Linked DNA regions of Hordeum vulgare: region 1 is linked to region 2. A link is a contact called in public Hi-C data. All regions are on one chromosome and are shown on one strand. The core of a region is the stretch at or near the end of the contact, and the rest is flanking DNA. Distances in the headings are between cores, read along the strand shown.

Region 1 (7,401 bases), core at 3,104-5,603, 200 kb after region 2:
TCTCCTCTCAAAACCCTAGGTGATCTCTCGTGCTCAATCTTGTATTGGAACCTCACATTGGTACCTCGAGGGTGACTAGTAGTGTTGATTACATCTTGTAGTTGATGCTTTATGGTTTATTTGGTGGGAGATCATATGTTCAGATCCAATATGCTATTTAATATCTCTCTTATCATGAGCGCCTTTATCACTTGTGAGTAGTTAGTTTTGTTCTTGAGTCCATGGGAGAAGTCATGTTGCAAGTAGTCATGTGAAGTTGATATTCGTTCGATATTTTGATGATATGAATGTTGTGTTTCCGTGAGTGGTGTTATGTGAACATCGACTATATAACACTTCACCATATTTGGGCATAAGGGAATGCATTGTGGAGTAGTTATTAGATGGTGGTTTGTGAGAGTGAAAGAAACTTAAAACCTAGTTTATGCGCTATTTCGTAAGGGGCTGATTTGGATCCCTATGTTTAATGCTATGGTTAGAATTTCTTGTTAATACTTTTCTCATAGTTGCGTATGCTTGTGGGAGGGTTAATCATAAGTGGTAGGCTTGTTCAAGTAAGAACATCACTCAAGCACCGGTCCACCCACATATCAAATTATCAAAGTACCGAACGCAAACTAACCCGACATGATGAAAGTGACTAGATGAAATTCCCGTGTACCCTCAAGAACGCTTTATCAGTTATAAGAAACTGTTCCGGCATGTCCTTTGCCATAAAAGGATTGGGCTACCTTGCTGCACTTATTGTTACTATTGCTAGTCGTTGCCTGTTACAGTTATCTTGCTATCAAACAATTTGCTACCGCTATTTCAGTGCTTGCAGAAATTACCATATTGAAAACCGATTGTCATTTCCTTCTGCTCCTCATTGAGTTCGACACTCTTAATTATTGAAAGAACTGCGGTTGATCCCCTATACTTGTGGGTCATCACGGGTAACTATATTAAGTCGTGGGTGGACCGGTGCTAAGGTGTTGTTCTTACTTGAACAAACAACCAACTTATGATTACCCTCTCTCGCAAGCATCCGCAACTACGAAAAAAGAATTAAGATAAATCTAACCATAGCATTAAATGTGTTGATCCAAATGAGCCCCTGATGAAGCAACACATAAACTAGGGTTTATGCTTATGTCACTCTCGCAACCCATCATCTACTTGTTACTCCACAATGACTTCCCTTTGCTCGATAACATGGTGAAGTGTCATGTAGTCGGCGTTCACATGACACCACTAAGAGAAGTAACAACATACATATCATCACAATATCGAACAAATACCAACTTTATATGATTACTTATAACAAGACTTCTCCCATGTCCTCAGAAACAATAGTTACTACTCACACCTCATCAACATGTTCAAGATCAAAGGTGTAATAATAATAATAATAATAAAGGAAATGAACATAACATCTTCCACCAAGTAATCCAACAAGCATCAACTACAAGATATAATCAACACAACTAGTAACCCACATGTACCAATATAAGGTTTTGAGACAAAGATTGAATACAAGAGATGAACTAGGGTTGCAGATGAGATGATGATGTTGAATATGTTGATGAAGATTGGTCCTCCCACGAAGGAGGAAGAACTGGTGCTAATGTTGGCTTCGATTTCCCCCTCCTAAAGGGAAGTATCCCCAGCAGAATCTGTCGACTGAAAAGCAAAAGGGTCTCTGCCCAGGTTTCCGCCTCGATATGGCGACGCTTCATCCCGAAAGGTTATTTATAATTTATTTTTCTAGATCAAAACACACCATATAGGAGAAGGGGGACGTCAGAGGGCTAGGAGGGGGCCCACAAGCCATCAGGACGTGGCGAGCGGGGTGGTCGCGTCCTGTTGGCTTGTGACCAGCAAGTGCCCCCCTATGGTATGCTTTTGGCCCAATAATTGAAATATTTCAGAAAAATCTCCGTAAAGTTTCACAACATTTGGAGTTTGCTGATTTTCCTGTCTTTTTCACGGTTTTCTCATCCAAGATTCCAGTTTTCAGATATTTCCCTCTTTGTGATGTATCTTGCATATTCAAAGAGAAATGCTATAAGAATTGTATGATAATAAGGGAATGACGGACAAGAATAACATAAACATCAATAATAATGTATGATGCAAAATAAACATATCAGTTGGACCCACATATCTATATATCACGCTTCTCGAGGCGGTGGACGTCTAAGCTTCAGTCGCTCGCAACACGTGTATCGCGCAAGCTGTCGAGCATTTGGGAAATATTATATCTTGCTTCTTTTAGGGGTTATATCTGGCTTAATGCGAGCACCACACTGAACTCACCAATGTGCCTTGAGAAAATGATCCGACCTAGGCTACCCATTTTTCTTTTATTTTCTCGCACAATCGTGTGGACCAAAGGGCTGCTACGTTTTGTTTTTCATTTCATGTGCTCGCTCAGTTGTTAAAATTGTGGGATCGTAGGCGTACATACCTTTATTTTTTCCATGTCCATTTATTTTAACCATAATTTCTTTCGCCAATTTTATGATCCGATTTTTCTATTTTTTTGATTTTGTATTTCTTTACTTTTCTTGTTCCATTCCCTATTTTTATTTTAATTTTCAAATAGTTTTTTAGTTCTATATATTTTGTTTTATTATTTCCACCTTTTTGTTTTCGTCTCTCCATTCTATATTTCAATTTTAATTTACATTAATGGGAACAATGCATTTTTATATGAGTAATGCTTGTTCAACATACATTTAAAAATTGCTTATATTGTAAATTAAAAAAATATTATGGTGTATTCAAAAGTTGGCCTCTTTTTCAGCTTACGTTTTCTTTTTTCCTACTCCCATTTTATATTTCCTTTCCTATTTTATTTACATCTTTATGTTTCATTTTGGCTTGTTGAAATAAGTATTTAGTAAATCACTTTTTGGAAATAAGTATTAAATAAATCACATGTTTGAAATATGTATTTTCATGTATCTCAAATAATGATTATCATTTAAAAAACAAATATTTGAAAAAAGTATTTATTTTTTAGCTGGTTGAAATAACTGCCCATGTATATTTTAAAATATATTTGTGTATTGTACCTAACAGAATAGAGGGAAATAAAACAACGTTACTTTTTAGACAAACATGTCGGCTTTCTTTTAGAGCATACACACATTTAGTTTAGGGAAGCACATAATTTATTTAAGGTTTACCGGTATTTTAGTAAAACGAAAGAAATATTTTTTTTAAATGTGCGTCAATAAGAAATCGAACACCGAACCTTCACACAAGGCATGCTAGATGCCCAACAAACACTGGACTTGATAAGTGACACACATGTGACACGAATATATGGCAACTCTAAACATATTTTATGGCAAGTTTAGCAACATAACTGTTGTTGTAAAAACGGTCAAGGCCAGAGTGCTTCGTGCCATGCATGTGGCACTTATCATTTGAGTTTTCTATTCAGATGGCAACGTTAGCTCTGTAAAACAACATCAGGGCGGGGAGTGCTTTCGGCCACTCATGCGGTATTATCATTTGGGTTTTCTTTTCAGATGGCAACTTAAGTTGTAAAAAAGTCAAGGCCGGAGTGCTTCGTGCCACACGTATGACATTTACCATTTGGTTGAAAATTTAGGTCAATAACACTTTGTGCTAACAGTCTACATCCAAATAAAATGTGTATTCATTTGATGAGAGTCAAAATTTTGAAAGATTACCTTAAATAGTGTGGGTTTTGTCGCATATGAGGCGTTGAACTGACAGCCTCAATGGTTCTTCTTCTTTTATCTATACCTACTAATAAAAGAAATAGGTATTTTAGTCCGTCTTGCTATTTTATAGAAAACCCCTGATGTTTCTAACATTAAATCCGCAGTATATATTAAATGTTTTTTAAAATACTTATATCTTTTGAACCGTAACTCTAAATTTAACATGTTATATATGAAATTTGATTAGAAAAACTTGTAGAATTTAAATATGATTTTATTTTACATTTAATAAAAAATTATCTAGGATGCAATTTTAATAAATAATTCGTTATCCGTCTTTCTTTCATACCGGTACTAATCCGAATTGGGGATGAACACGTCAACAAAGTCAGGATTGAAGATGAAATTGAAGGTCACTTGCCCGTTTCTTTATATGCATTAAATCTAAATGCAAATCGTGTCAAAATAGAAGACCTGTGGAATCTTGATCTGAACTTTTGTAGGATAAGACCATACTGTTTGTGCCGTAACTACGAAGTCTCAGATTATATAACATTTTTTATAAACTAAAAGTGTATGGGTTTTTTTCTCTCGTTGCAACGCATGGGCCTTTTTGCTAGTAACTATCCTACGCATACATTGTAGCACAGATTTCCCGTATGGGCCAGCCCACACGAGCTCTTGTATGGTGTGCACATTTTTGGAAAACCCTATTCGCCGCTCTATGCGAAGCGGTGTCGGGGCTTCGCACATAGCGGAACGGGGTCGATTTTTAATGAGCTAGCCCGTTTAGCGGTGTTGCAGCACCTAGTTTTTGGAACCTTCTAGAGGTTTCCAGCTAGTTTTTTCAGGTTTTAGAAAACTTCTAGAAGGTTCCCTTAGTTTTTGTTTTTCTTATTCGTTTTTTTTCAGTTTCAAATAATGCTCTACATTTTTAAAAAAAACTTTTGGATTTTTAAAAAATGTTATATATTTTAAGAAAATGTTCTATATTATGAATTGTTCGCACTTCCAAATTTGTTCAGGATTTTTCAAAATTATTCTCAGTTTCAATTTTTTTATCAAAATTCAAATAATGATGATGCTTTAAAATTTTGTCCGTGCTTCTAAATTTGTTTGGGAATTTTCAAAATTGTTCTCCGTTCCAAAATTTTGTTCTCAAGATTCAAAAAATATTTGTGCTTTAAAAAACTTGTTCGCGCTTCCAAATTTGTTCATGATTTTTCTAAAATGTTCTCGGTTTCAAAATTTGTTCAAAATTTCAGAAAATGTTCGTGCTTTAAAAAATTGTTCGCGCTTTCAAATTTGTTCAGGGATTTTCAAAATTGTTTTCTTTTTCGAAATTTTGATCTCAATATTCAAAAAATGTTCCTGCTTTGAAAAATTGTTTGTGCTTCCAAATTTGTTCATGTTTTTGAAAATTGTTCTCGATTTCAAATATTGTTCACAAATTTCAAAAACTGTTTGTGCTTTAAAAATTTGTTCGTGCTTTCAAATTTGTTCGGATTTCTCAAAATTGTTCTCCTTTTTAAAATTTTGTTCTCAAGATTGAAAAAATGTTCATGCTGTAAAAAATTGTTTGCCCTTCCAAATTTGTTCACGATTTTTCAAAATTATTATTAAAATCTGAAAAATATTTTTTGCTTCAAATACAAAAATAAAAGGAAAAAAGGAAAGAAAAAACGAACCAAAATAAATGTTTTCATTTTGAAAATTTGTTCTCATGATTCCAAAAAAGTTCGTTCTTTTAAAATTTTCTTCACATTTCCAAATTTGTTTGTGGTTTTGAAAATTGTTCTCCATTTCAAAAGTTAGTTCTCAATATTCAAAAAAATTGTGCTTTAAAAAATTGTTCAGTATTTTTCAGAGTTGTTCTAGATTTTAAAATTTGTTATCAAGGTTCAAAAAATGTTCATGCTTTAAAAAAATGTTCGTGCTTTCAGATTTGTTCTCTGATTAAAAAACATTAGTGTTTTTGAAAAATGATTGAAAATTTCAACGTTTGTTCATTTTGATTAAAAAAGAAAATAAGGAAAACAGAAAGAAAAAGAGCCAAAAAAGGAAAAAGCCGAAAAGAAAAAAGAAATAGAAAAAAAGGAAATCATCCATTTTTTGTTAAAAAAAAAAGAAGGGCCGGTCCAGTCGGGCGCCCCTCTGTGCATGGGAGCGATCCCCTTGCGCAGCGAGCGACGGGTAGGAGTTCCCCACATTTTCACTACTTACCTTGCTTTACCGAAATCACTAATTAAAGGGTAGGCATTGAAAAGATCATTCCCATCTTTTTTGTTAGTGACAAATGAAGCACTAAATGTGTGCTGACAACCTGCAGGCACTACAACCTGCATGTGTTTGCCTTTCTCGTAAATTCATTTTTTAAGTGTTTAAATTTTAAACCGTGCGTTAAAATCCCGTTCGCCATTGGGTTTCCCACTTTAAGATCTTTGAATTGGATCCCATGCTAATAGTCTTGGATGAGTGTGCTTCACGCAGAAGCATAAATGTGTTTAACTTTACGAGAAGCATGAATGTGCTTCACGCAGAAGCATAAACGTGTTTCATCGTAAATCACACATCTGTTTTCACTTTTTGGAAACCACATGCGTTTTTACTATCCGAAAGCACATATGCGCTTCACGTGAAAGCACACCTTTGCTTTTTCACAATGTGTGGTTCATGTGATTTTTTCAGGAAAATCTAGAAAACCAAACATATTTCCAAGGCCCCAAAAAAAGCGAGCATAAAGTGCAACGCATGGCAGCATTGGTTTGCAGTACCTCATGGTTGGAAACGGTCCCTGCAGGCTTTAGTCCATCCCATTGGTGGGATAGGAAGTCCCCATAACATCGAGCAAACACTCACTTCACCTTCATGTTGGGCTCCTTCATGCTGCCCCTTTTTCATTTTCGTTCACTGATCTTTCAATACACTAATAAAAATTTAAATGTTCATTCATTCATATATTCACTAGTGGAGCAATTGTATGGGGCGTGCTTATGTCTCGCTTGTTACAAGATATAAGGCAGCCTCACTTAGAGAACGCTCTACTAGGCCAGCCCGATGCATGGTGGGCACGCCACATCCTCAATTTTCCTCATTTCATTTTTTCTTTGATTTCGCTATCCTTTTTCATTTTTATTACTTTTAAATATTTCAAATATATATTATAAAAAACACCTTCTCATGAAATATTTGAAAATTTTAATCAGCAAAAATGTTTCTCATGTCTATGAAAATGTAAAAAAAAGAATATATATGCAAATATTTATTGTGTATTTAAAAAATGTTAATCAAGGAATTGAATATTTTTAATCACTAATTTATTATTGTTAGCCAATCATTTGAAAAATGTTAAATATGTGTTGAAACAATGTTTCTCAAGTATATGAAAAATACACAATGCATATAAAAAACGTCATCATGTATTTACGAAATGTTAGTCAAGCATTAGCAAAACAATCTTAATAAGTATTTGAAAATTTTAATCAAGCATAATATTTCTCATCTATATGAATTATGTATACATAAAATATACTTGTATGAAAAAGTTTATCATATATTCAAAATATGTTAATTACGTATTTGACACATGTCAATCAAGCATTCTAAAAAATAATTTTGAATTGAAGAAATAATCTCATGTATACCATTGATGTATACAAAAATATACAATGTGTATAAAAATGTTGATTGTGTATTTGCAAAAGTTAAAACCATGCACAAA
Region 2 (7,711 bases), core at 3,390-5,889:
AAGCAGCTATTGCTTCCGTCGGAAAACCCACCACGGCATTTTTATAATAAAGCCCCTGTAATTTTTGTTATTCAACCCGCGCTCCATCATTTACTGCAACGCAAAAGGAAAAAACGATTCGCTGCAAAAATTATACCCGTACGCATCGCCTCCTCCCGTCGACCCTCGGCCACCCTGGCCTGTGCCCACGCCGTCGCCACACCACTCGCCGCCGTGGCCGACCTCAACCGCCACCGCTGCCGATCTCAACCCACCCGCCTCCGCGGTTGTACCTCTCCCCGCTCACTGCCCCCGTTGCGGCGCTCGAGCGCATCGCGTTGACCCTGGTCCACCCTGGCCTGTGCCCAGACCGCTGCCACACCACTCGTCGCCGCGGCCGACCTCAACCGAACTCATCATCTGGTGAGAGGCCCTCCCCATGCCTCCAACCGTGTGCCAAGCACCGGCAAAAAAATTTGTTTTGTGAGAATTTGTTTTGCTGATGAATGAATGTATTGAATGTAAGATTGCATTGTTGTAGAGAGAGAGAATGGAACACCACCTTCAGTTTGTCATCTGATCCCACATTCTCTACCCCATGAGTGAAATAAGATAACAGTCCATTAATCAATTCAGGTAGCCTCTTTGTTTTGCTTTGCTTGTCACGCTCAATTTCTCATCATAATGGAATTAACAATGAACGAGTTGATTTTTCAACAAAATAGGATAGGACTTACTACATTAGTTAGTTAGCTTATTATTTTAATAAATTAAAATGATTATAAAAATTAAAAGCGTGTGATATTTTTTCTTCCGTTGCAATGCACGGACCTTTTGCTAGTGATGTAACAACAAGCAGAAACGCCTTACTTTTTGGCACTTTGTATGTGACCCCAGAAGATGAAATAATCTAGCAGTAGTAAAAAGCCAACATCATCAGTTTACACAGATCTAGGGGTATCTATCTGCAAACGGATGTGGGGGACAAGCATGAAAAGGTGAAGAGAAAGAAGACGCAGTAAAAAAAGCAGATCTGAGAGAACCAACTTTACATGAAAAGGTGAAGAGAAAGAAGGGCAGCCCAAAGAAAAACCAAAACTTTACACCAGCCGACCTGCCCTGCCTCTAAATAAAACAGGCTCTCCCCTGCACTTATCAGCTAAGACTGAGAGTTCCACAAGAACCAGGCATCCATCCTAAAGAAACATCAGCGTATATGTACCCAGCAGCCAGCAGTCACCTCCCAGCCGCTGTTCGTTATGTATGAGACAACGATCCGATGGTTTCGTTCTCGAATCGCCTGATCTCGCCGGCGAGGCGCTTCATGGTGTCGTCGTACACGTAGGGGACGCCCTCGAACATGACCTTGCGGCCGCGACCAGGCCTCGGCACGAACTCCTGGCACGGCTCACCCAGCACGTTGATGGAGTTGTGGTAGTGGTAGTACCTGATCAGGGTCTCCGTCTTGTGCGTCGACCTCCCGTACACGTTCTGCGACATGTGCACCCCGGTCGCGTATGCGTTCCGCGCCTGGATCGCGTACTTGCGGTCGCGCCGGACCCTGGTTATCGAGTTGCGGAAGACAAACTTCTCAAATCCCCATTCCCTGCATCATCGATGGCATGTGCCCGTTAGTTCAGATTACACTGTTGCTATACCCTTATTTAGAATGGAAGATGAAATGCCGATTAGACTGAAATGTAAAATCGACAACAAGGACAAAAACTATCTTCAAATTTATTTGTGGAACTTGGTATATATTGAGGATTAGGCTCAATTCATCTTTGTTTTCGGGCGGGTAGAAAGCAATGACCATTAATTGTGGAAGCAAATCATGCTGGAGAACAAAATGTATAAAAGCACTGATGTTTGTTTGTAGAACCAAATGATGCTTTCCTAATCTCAAATAAATAAATAATTAATTAATGATGCTTTCCTAAGATCTTTGGCTCAATGGAGAGTGTCTTTAAAGTAATGACCTTTGTTTGTGAAACCAACTGGTGCTTTACAAATATTGTTGGTTCAATGGTGAAAGGTGCAGAACAGAATTTCTTACAGTAATGACCTTTGTTTGTGAAACCAACTGGTGCTTTACAAACATTGTTGGTTCAATGGTGAAAGATGTTGGAGAACCAAATTTGCTTAAGTAATGACCTTTGGTTGTGAAACCTAATGATGCTTTATCTATGCAAAGAAATTTGTTCAGTGATGGAAGCTGGAGAACAAAAGGAGAAGGTGTCAACCGCCATGTTGCCCTAGAGGACTCAATTTGACCAAAGGAAATCTAACCGATTTTTAATTAAAAAGTGAGCAAGGTGAAATCAAGCAGCTCACTGCCCAATTGATCAACAGACTGCATAAACAAGTAACCGCTTTGAGAATGTTTGTTTGTTGGATTAAACAACACAACCAAGGTCCAACGGCTAAAATATATATCTGGGAATGCTACCAAACCGGCAGGACAAATTGTATTTCCTACCACCCTGAACCTGATACTACATCTGAAGCTAAATTTGGGAGGTGGCGTGACAGAGATCTCGCAATCATAAACATAAAATTAAATCGGGAATGGACGAGGCAAGCAGAAATTACTCCAGATACGGGACAGAAATCAAATTACGAACCTTGAGTAATCATTCCTCGGATTCTTGACGCAGAGCTTGGTGGACATGGGATTCTGCTCGATGGTGAACTGCGTGTAGCCCGAGAGCTTGGCGAGCACCTGGTCCAGAGCCTGGCCGTCTGGCAGGTAGAGGTACTCGTCGACGTCGAAGAAGAAGGTCCAATTGGCGGCGTGCCGGTACCGGTGCAGGCAGTCGTTCACCACCAAGAACTGGTTGTAGTAGTAGCTGTCGAACTCGGCCTGCGCCCGGATGTCCTGCACCGTCACCCGCCCCGCCCTGATCCACGGGTCCAGCACCGCCCTCACCTCCGGGCTGACGCCGCCGGCGTCGTGGAAGACGAAGTGCGACCTGGGCCCGAAGAAGTGCGCGTGGTACGCCATCCACTCGCGCATGCGGCTGGCGCTGAGGTTGCCGTAGAGCGAGGAGCCGCAGTAGAGGTAGTCGTGCTGGAACGGCGGGCTGAAGATGGACTCGTCGTAGGAGCCCGGCGCCTCCTCGAGCGCGACGAAGCGCTCGTACCGGCGGGAGGCGGTGGAGTAGTAGGCGTGGACGAGCAGCTTGCCGCCGGCGTTGGCCGCGTTGGGGTTGGCGGGGAAGGTGCAGTTGACGACGACGGTGGTGTAGACGCGGCCGTACCCCCAGTCCGGGAGGATCTTGTAGGCCTTGGTCCGGACGGTGCGCGGCGCCGGGTCGGCGGCGCTCGGGTTGGGCTGCCACTCGCACTTGAAGTAGGGGGTGCCGAACACGTGGGTGGGCTTGGACGCCAGCCCCACGACGGCGAACGTCCGCGGCCCGCCCCGGTACGCGCCCATCTGGACGAACAGCGCCGCCGCGCTGCCGTACGGACGGAGCACCCGCTTGTTTGGGTCGTCCGGGCGCACGGCCGCGTTGCCGGACGGCCGGGGCACCAGCCTTTTCGGCTTCTCCACCCGTGCCACCGCGTTGCCGGACGGCCGGGGCACCGGCCTTTTCGGCTCCTCCGCCCGCGCCACCGCGCTTACATGCGGCCGAAGGAACACCGGTTTGTTCGGCTCCTTCGCGTGCGCCGCCGCGCTTTCGTGCGGCCGAGTGAGCACCGGCTTGGTTGGGTCCTCGGTCCGCGCCGCCGCGCTTTCGTGCGGCCGAGTGAGCACAGGCTTGTTCGGATCCTCCGGCCGCGTCGCCGGCCTCGCCAGCCGCATCGGAACAGTGCCGACGGCGGGGGTGTCCGGAGCCGACGTCGTCCCCGGTGTGCTTTTTGTGGCCGTGTCGGAGGACGTCGAGTTGGCGGAGTGGACCTCCGTGTTGTTGTTGCTGATCCTAATACCGGCGGCGGAGGTTGTGGCGAGTGGGAGGGCGCAGGGCGGCGCGGAGGCGGAGGAGCGTGCGGCGGCGAGGAGGGTGCCGTAGGGCTGGAGCTGCCACAATGCGACGAAGAGCGTGAGGAAGGCGAGCGAGGCGACGAAGAGCTTCATGTCCACGCACGGGACGGCCACGAACGCTCCACCGCCACCGCCGCCTCCTCCCGCGTCTTTCTTCTTCATGGCACGGGCACGACCACGAGCACGGGCACGACCCTGCAATCCAAACGACCACCAACTCGCCGATCCGCCCGCGCGGCCGGCGGTCCGCGAAGACGGGCCGTGCTCCGGTTGCGCGCCGCGCTTTCCCTCCACCGTCCGTCCTCCTTCCTCGTTATCTTTCCCGGGAACGGGCTCGGGTACGGGCGCAGGAGGCTCGGTGGGCTGTAGTAAAAGGCAAGAGGGGGCCGAGATGCGGGGAATGTGGGGGGTGACGGGGGGGAGAGGAAGGTGGCGGGAATCGACGGGGTCGGTGGGTTGTCGACGGGAGAGGGGATTGTTCTGGGCGCTGCGGGTGAGAGTAGGGGAGGCGGGGGGCGGCGCCGCGAAGCAACAGTCAAGGCTGGCTGGCTGGCTGGCTGTGGCTGGATCGGGGCAGGGGAAGGAAGAAATGAAGTCAGTGGTTTAACCGCCGATCCGCGCGGTTCGTAACGCAGCCCACCAACCGCGTTCGTAGGGCGTCGTGGCCGGCTGGCGGTGAAGAAGTTTTCGGAAGGAAATCAAGGCCCGCGGCCGGACAACGCGGTGCCTCAACGGGCGCCACTTCGGCGCGGACCCGTCGCAAGCAACAGCGCGACGCGCCTCCCTGGATTCGTCTCCGGTAGAAAAGCCGTCGCCGCCTGCACGGTCTCGCCTCAGGCAGTACGCACGCACGCACGTGGTTGATAACCAGCTCGTCTGTGCGTTCACAACAATGGGCTTGCGTATGTATACACTTACGTCTGTATTTTTTTTATAACACACCCGCTTTATAAATCATGACATAATGTCCATACAAATAGTTTCTCGGATGCATTCCGGAGACACATCACGCCAAACACGTCACCCTAGCTGATTATAAGATCGAGCCAACAAATGTGCAACAACATTTTGTTCCCGACGTACATGAAATATAGAATAACTAGTGAACGAAGTTCTAAGTTGCTTGATGTCTTGAATCACAGGACCACAAAAAGATCGATCCAGGCTCGGCGAATTAATACGTTGAACAACCGTCAAACAATCAGAAGCAAGTAAGACCTCCTGTAGACCTTCACTCAATACAAATTGCAAGCCTCTCTCGATTGCAATTGCCTCCGCTAGCTCAGGAAGGATTACCTCAGGAACACCAATACCACAACAAACAATGTAAGAACCCGAATGCTCTCGCATCATCACACCTGCCCCCATGCTCCTCGCATTGGTAAAAAGGGCAACGTCAACGTTTATCATCATCTTACCTGGCGGCGGCGGAACCCAGGATGCTGTTGTATAGGGTTCACGCCTATGGTTGGTTTTGGTATTGAACAAATGCTCCACTATCATGTCAACATATGCTTTAATTTTCAGAGCAAGACTAGAAGGATGCTGATTAATATTTTCTTCTTGGAGTTTGTTACGAGCATCCCAAATATGCTAGCACATGACCGCAAGAACTGTAGCAGCAAGATCATAGCAACGAGCCATAAAATCAAAGATCCATGTTTTACAATTTGTGAACCCTTTCCGACAAAGATGCACGTTGAAGTAATCTTTGACATCAGACCAAACAGCTCGTGCATATGGGCAAAAAAGCAATCCATGTTCAATGTGCTCATCAGCAGAACAATGGACACAAACCTTAGATGCAGGAATATGTCTCCGGTGTAGCTGCATTCCCGTTGGCAAGCAATCATGAGCGAACCTCCATATAGTTATCAACATTTTCCCCGGCGCCTTGATCGCCCAAATTTTGTTCCAGGAGGTGGCTTCACTTTGGAGATTAGACGGCATACCACGGCCCGTATTGCTACAAGAGGAAATCATCTTTGTCATCCTGGCCAACTAATATGCAGACCGGACCGAGTATGTGCCAGAACGAGTATGCGACACGATACAAAGTGAGTGTCACCAAAACGACTGATGGGAAGTTGAAGCACTTGATCCGCAATTGATTCCTCGACGACTGATCAGACCAGATGTATGTTCCAAGTAAAACCATCATCATCAAAGAGAGAGTTCACCTTCTGCCGTCCGAGAGAGGAGATAGCAAATGCAAAAACTGAGGTCTCACTCCAGGAGTCCAATTATCCTCCAGGATCTTGATTGTGGCACCATTACCCACACCCCATCGGACTCCTCTTTTGACAAGATCCATGCCATGAAGTATGCTCCGCCAAGTATAGGAAGCAGACCGTGGACATTTAGCATCCCAGAAGTCTGTATTTGGGAAAATAACGTCCCTTAAGAACACGAGTACAAAGGGAATTTGGTTCTGTGAGTAACTGCCAACATTGTTTGCCTAACATTGCTTGATTAAACATGCTCATATCTCTGAAACCAAGACCTCCCATAGCTTTTGGACATGTCAGCCAGTCCCATGATCGCTAATGCATCTTCCTTTTACCATCAGCAAAACCCCACCATTGATTAGCAATAGCTCTCCTCATTTGCTCACATGTACCAACAGGTATAAGGAACATCTCATCACGTATGTTGGAATCGCCTGAATCACAGATTTTAATAAAATCTCCACTCCTTTCCTAGATAATGGTCGATCAGACATACCGTTGATGCGCTTCCACATCCGATCATACAAATATCTGAACGTCATGGTAGTTGATCGCCCCACTTCGGTTCGCATACCAAGATATGAATCTTGGAGAGACTCATTAAAGACGCCAAGTATATGTTTAACCTCATTCTTGATCACCTCCGGGCAACCATTACCAAAGAATATAGATGATTTATCCGGATTAATCTTTTGTCCAGAACCCTCACAATAGAGATGAAGGGTATGTTTCAAAGCTTCCACACTCCTCCTGTCACTTCTTCCAAAGAAGATGTTGTCATCTGCAAACAGTAAATGGGAAATAGCAGGGCCAAGTCGGCCATTTTTAATACCATGTAGCACACCTTGATCCTCCTGATGTTTGAGAAGACATGACAGCCCTTCAGTACAAAGAAGAAAAAGATAGGGGCTGATTGGATCACCTTGACATATACCCCGGGTTGGCACCACAGGCTCTGTGAGATCTCCGTTGACACGGAGAGCATAACAGGAAGAAGTAACACACCTCATAACCGAGTGTATGCATGAATCAACAAAACCCAAACGAGAGAGGCAGCCACGAAGAGAATTCCACTCAACACGGTCATATGCTTTCATCATATCGATCTTGAGAGCAAAGTAAGACTTCTTCACTCTTTGAGATCTTATCGTATGTAAACTTTCAAAAGCAATAAGAGCATTATCCGTGATAAGACGACCAGGAATGAAGGCACTTTGATTCTCTGAAATCACCTCGGGCAGAAAAACTTTAAGTCGATTTGAGAGTACCTTCGAGGCGATCTTGTAAAGGACATTGCACAGACTGATTGGCTGGAAGTTCTTGAGATGTTGTGGGTTATTAATCTTCGGAATGAGCACAATCACTGAATCACAAAACCAGCAGGGATGGTTCCTCCATTCAAGAAACTTCGGATAGCGCTACAAATTTCCGTCTGCAGGAAGTCCCAATGTGTTTGATAAAAAAGAGTCGGGAAACCATCCGATCCAGGTGCCTTCGTGGGGCCCATTTGAAACAAAGC

Evidence for each region. A called contact is a pair of places that touch in the nucleus more often than the background predicts.
Region 1: a contact with region 2 is called in a Hi-C map of leaf, with 6 times the contacts expected there. The contact joins the enhancer-like site here to the promoter of LOC123403476 in region 2. A contact is called at or near these places in 3 of 6 Hi-C or Micro-C datasets (leaf and seedling) and 1 of 1 datasets of contacts at active chromatin or transcription factors (embryo).

Annotation. Positions count from the first base shown.
Region 1 is chr6H:471,083,683-471,091,083 of MorexV3_pseudomolecules_assembly, forward strand. No RefSeq gene overlaps it. Among protein-coding and RNA genes, the nearest start is that of LOC123403476, 200 kb to the left of the region's middle. Within about 2 kb of position 4,354, at least 2 of the 3 cell types and tissues checked have open chromatin away from gene starts, as enhancers often do. A contact at or near this core is called in leaf and seedling, where this site is marked.
Region 2 is chr6H:470,882,776-470,890,486 of MorexV3_pseudomolecules_assembly, forward strand. It overlaps LOC123403476 (galactan beta-1,4-galactosyltransferase GALS1-like), which reads right to left and starts at 4,640. Exons shown (of 2, transcript XM_045097414.1): 1 at 2,604-4,640; 2 at 881-1,585. The coding sequence starts at 4,126. The coding sequence ends at 1,237.